Regions from separate parts of the Rattus norvegicus genome. Here region 2 is linked to region 1. Evidence: chromatin contacts called from public Hi-C data. All regions are on one chromosome and are shown on one strand. Each heading gives the region's core, a stretch centred on a gene start, on an enhancer-like site or on the middle of the called end of the contact. The rest is flanking DNA. Distances are from core to core; before and after follow the strand shown.

What was found. A called contact is a pair of places that touch in the nucleus more often than the background predicts.
Region 2: a Hi-C map of frontal cortex shows a contact between it and region 1, with 2.9 times the contacts expected there. The contact joins the promoter of Vps18 here to the promoter of Rad51 in region 1. A contact is called at or near these places in 4 of 12 Hi-C or Micro-C datasets (the A7r5 cell line, frontal cortex, liver and 1 more).

Annotation. Positions count from the first base shown.
Region 1 is chr3:126,552,951-126,555,462 of GRCr8, reverse strand. Rad51 (RAD51 recombinase) reads right to left here and starts at 1,253. Exons shown (of 10, transcript NM_001109204.1): 1 at 1,039-1,253.
Region 2 is chr3:126,732,022-126,734,533 of GRCr8, reverse strand. It overlaps Vps18 (VPS18 core subunit of CORVET and HOPS complexes), which reads right to left and starts at 1,258. Exons shown (of 5, transcript NM_001106499.2): 1 at 912-1,258. The coding sequence starts at 1,002.

The sequences.
Region 1 (2,512 bases), core at 4-2,503:
AAAGTCTGACCCCGCCTAAATACAGTTTTTTAAAGGTAGCCCATGTTAGTGAATAGTTTTAGAAATCACTGTTTAGCCATCAGAGTGAGGGAAAAATACTAAAACCAGGATAATGGGAGGTTTTTAGCATGGTAGCATTCTATTAGTGATTATAGAGGTATATTAATTTTGTAATAATTCATGTGTACACTTGCGATCTTTGTATTTTATACTTCACTTTAGATTTATTTTTTTGTGCATGAGTGTTTTGCCTGCATACGTTTATGTGTACCACAAGCATGCTTGGTACATGAGGTCAGAAGGTGGTACTGGATTCCTGGAACTGGAGTTATGGTTCGATGTGAGTCACCATGTGGATGTTGGGAACTGAACTCAGCTTCTTTGCAAGAGCAACAAATGCTCTTAACGACTGAGCCATCTGTCCAGCCCCTGTACTTCACTTTTCTTTCTTCTGAGACAGCTCTTCCATTTCTAGCTCAGGTTGGTCTTGAAACTGTCATCCTCCTGCCTCTTCCAAGTGCTATAGGTGTGAGTCATCTAGCCAGGATTCTATATAGAAATTTGTGTTATATTTCTCAGTTTTTACTACGCTTTTGCTTATGCCTCCTACTTCAGTCTCCAGAGAGACCAGCCACTACAGCACTAAAGTAACCAAGAACGTGTTAGCTCTGGCCCTATTTAACAGCTGTGAGCACTTTTCTCTGGATCTCAGCTTCCTGCGTCCGGACCACAGAAATGAACCTGAAAGTTTGTAAATTTCAGCATTTGGGAGGCCGTAGGCGGGAGTTCGAGCCCGACCAAGCCTAGCCTAGGTAGTGAGCTCGGGTCTTAAAACAAAAGTTTGAAGTGCAGGTCGGTTCTCTCCACAACGAATTCAGTGCGTCAGTTAGCGTCGGTCGGTTGGTCGCCTTGCTCCGCCTTTCTCCGGTTTCTAGGCGTAGAGGGGACCCGTGGAGCTGACTGTGGGAGCACTGGCCTTGAGTTGGCTCGAGATGCCGAGCGGCAGTGGGGAGGAGTCCGCCCGCGCCTCACACTCACCTGTCTCGCAGCCGTGGGCCGCTCGCTCCTTCCGGCAGTCGGTTCTGCACACACCACGCTCACTCCCGTCACACGGCTCAAACACACTTCGCAGCTCCTGTCAGTTCTTCTATGAAAGTTTCAGTTCTCCTAACCACACTTCTGGGAACGCCTCAGCTTTGCCCAGGCGCAGATACGCGATGGGCGCGCGACTTTCAGAAATCCCGCCAAATCCTCACGCTCGCATCGCTGCAACGTCATCACGCCTTTTTCCGACCCGCCTTATACCTACTTCCGCTTCTGCTGACGGACAGGCCTGACGGCTTTGAAGCCGAGTGTTTTCGTAAGTCACTCTTCCCCTCTTTAGGACTGTTCTGACCAAGCCTTTCTTGTTACCTGATTGAAGACTACAAGTCTGCAAAGACGAAGTGATCGGTCCAGGACTACATAACCCATAATGCACTACTGCGGAAGCGCCTCTGAAAAATTCTTGCGCATCGGGTGTGGACTCGGGTCGGAAAGGTCTTTGCGTTGTACCATTTTGTCAGAATGCGGTTCTTTGGCAGCTGGGAGTTCTGGTGTCTGTAGGCGGCAGACGTGAAGAAGCTGGAATAAAGATAAAACCTGCGAACGGAGCCAGCGACTAGAAAATTAGTGTGGGCTTGAGAGATGGTGCAGTGGTTCTTCCAGAGGTTCTGAGTTCAATTCCCAGCAACCACATAGTGGCTCACAACCATCTGTAATGGGATCTGATGCCCTCTTCTGGTGTGTCCGAAGACAGCTACAATGTACTTATATAATAAACAAATAAATAAAATCTTAAAAAAAAAAAAAAAGAAAACTAGTGTGGGAATCAGCGAGGTGAAAAAAACTTTGTTGGGAGAGGCGGTCTAGGAGGGTGGATAGAATCCAAATATATACATTATTAAAACTACCAAAGACTAAAGTGAAATAACTCTCTAGTGTATTTTTCCCTCTCTCGCTTTGTAGTGGTTATTGGGGCTCCAGAAGAGTAGGCGCAAAATTGAATCAAGTAAAGGTCTGTGTAGTTTGCCAGGAACTTTGTGTTTTTCTTTATACATCTAGGTGTTTTCAGACAAGATATCAATATTCCTTAAACTCTTAGTGCCAAGAATGACCTTAATCCTTCCCCCACCTTTTTTTTTTTCCTGTGCTGGGATTGTAGGAGTGATGCATTACTACTGTTTTGGGGATTGAGCCCGGCATTGTAAGCATACCACACAAGCACTTCAACAACGTGGCTGCATGCCCAGCTGGAAATTACTTATATTTAATATGAGCACACTGTAGCTGTCTTCAGACACACCAGAAGAGGTCATCAGATTCCATTACAGATGGTTGTGAGCCACCACAAAGTTGCTGGAAATTGAACTCAAGACCTCTAGAAGATCAATTAGTGCTCTTAACCGCTGAGCCATTTCTTCAGCCCTAGGTACTTATTTTTGAGACTGATTCTTTGTAACCCAGATTGGAC
Region 2 (2,512 bases), core at 9-2,508, 180 kb before region 1:
TTCAACATGAAAGAGTTTTCTGGTTGTCTTTATAGGAAGCGTCCTGGGCTCTTCTCACACTTGTGGCAGTAGAGAGGAATTGGTTCTCTGGGCCTGAGACCAGGTAGTATCATGATATGATATGCATGTTCCCAGTGGTAATGGGGGAGAGAGGGAGACGGTACAGGGAAAATGGTTTCAGCATTCTCCCTTATTACCCTTACTCTTGCGCCCACCAATCACAAGAGAACTAAAGCTGTCCCGTGCTCCCTGTCCACACAGTATGGCTCAGTGAGTCTCCATCGCATGTAGGGAGTTCCATCACTACTGTTCATAGGCTGCAGCTGCTTTTTCTCTAATCCGCTGCAATAAAATACTATCATAGTACGGGTAACCCTACGCTATTCTCTTACACTCTAAACTACAGCCAGCTTTACCCCAGGCCAATCATCTCCATCTTTCCTATTCAGTGACAAAATTCCCTTCACCCATAACGTTCACGTTCCACCAAGTTCTGTGCTCATTCCGCCTTCTCTGCTAGACGAAGTCTGGTGGGGAAACACACACACACACACACACACGCACACACACACAAAACAAAAACTAAAAAAACCCCATAGAAGCAGACACGAAAAGAAGCATGGCACCTGTTTTCAGTTCTCCCAAGAGTCAAACTGCAGCCCGGTAGGCAAGTACTGTAACAAGTACTTCCTTATCTGAGCCCAAGTTCCCTCTTTTGAAGGACCTTAGTCTTAGGCCTAGATCACGCGGCTGCTACTGTGGCTCTTTCAAACTTCGACCACTGCAAGCTGGACAAGACAAGAGAGGCCTGGGCCTTGGATCGTAAACACACGCCGCAAGTTCTTGAGCGTCCCTCTCCCGTAAATGCTACAATAACAGAATGGGGGCAGAGGCAGCCTCTTCTAACTTACCAGAATGGGGGATGCCCACGCTGGGGCAACCAGTCTGCAAGACGGCCGAGCGGGACAATGAGTCCTCATACTCATCCAGTATGGACGCCATGGTTATCAAACTCTGGACCTTTGGTCTGGGACCTGGGGGTCACAACTGGGACCCCGGTCGTCCTGGATTTGCAAGTTGTGCTTCCCCCAGCGTCTGACAGATCCTGAGAACCTTTTAAAAACTCTGAGGCCTTTTTCGCTTTCTCTGCATAGGAAGAGACGATCGAGGAGCCCCCACTAGAATATGGCGCAGTTTGGCACCCCAGCTCCAGTCCCAAGAGATTACAGGCTCCCCTTAGCAGATCCCAGGTGATCGTAACCTCACCCAGGCAGCTCAGCTGACTCCGCCCCCGTGACGCGTGCTTATGACGCGCTTCCGGGTTTCAGAAGCGAGTATTAACTGGAGCCCTGGGCATTGGAGCCTCCACAAGGAGGCGTTGTCGGAGACTCGGAGCGGCGTGGGTGGAGCCAGCGCTGGGCCTGGAGCAGCTGGAGTACTTGCGGGCGACCCTGCTGCAGTTCCTCATATTGGCGCTAGGGGACAGCCCAGGACTTCCCTGCGGCGTCCTGTAGCAGGCTTGCGTGGATCCTAGGTTTCCGAAGCCCAGGCTTCACTCCCTCAGATTGTCACTTAAAGGCCGGCTGTGCTCCATCTGCTGCACTATCTCCTGTTTCTCAATCGAATTGCTGCCTCTGTTCATCTTCATAAACACAGGTGGAACAGTTTTAGCGTCCCTTCTTCCACTCCAGGGACCCACTAACTTCCAGAGAAAGTAGCTGAATGTGTCAGAAGTGTGGCTCAGGTGTGCATAAGCACTTTGCCCAGCGGGTATAAGACTTGGATTTTTTTCCCTACACTACAAAAAGAAAACCATACAAAATTTAATCTCCAGCAGCGGGAAGGCTGAGGCAGGAGGATTACTAAGGATTGGGCTACAGGTGAGACCCCCAGAAAACAACAGGAAGAAAGACATTGACAATACAGCATAGCTAACAACACTAAACCGTGTGCCAGGATATGCAAGCTGCCTCATAGTGGCTCCTTCGTGTAGGAGGAGAGACAGGGTGACCAGGGAAACCGAAGCACGGGCTGCTTCCAGGCACTTGATCAGTTGAATGATGCTGACTCTCCTTGTCTACCATGTGGGAAGCCTTAGGATCAAGCCCTAGTATCAGAAAAAGAAAAGAAAAGGACATTATATATGACCATCAGGAAAATTATGGACAAAAACCAATAAACCGTATGATGCTTGGGAGTGAAGAGAAGGGTGGTAGAGAAAGTGGGGCTGGCCTTGGGCAGACTGTGGAAGCTGTTGTATGGTTCACTGGGAGACATAACTGAGAATAAGATCCAATGCTAGAAAGATAGCAGGTATTTGAAAGGGACATGAGACCTGAGGCAGAGGACAGACTTTAAGTATCCAACCGTAAGATAGAGAGAGGGCTGGGGGACAAGAGAACATCTCAGACGAAGGCATCATAGACTTAGTGACAGGTGAGATGTGGCAGATGAAGGAGGAGTGGGGACAGCTGAGACCTGGCAGGTAAAGTCACTGAAACTTATGCAAGGG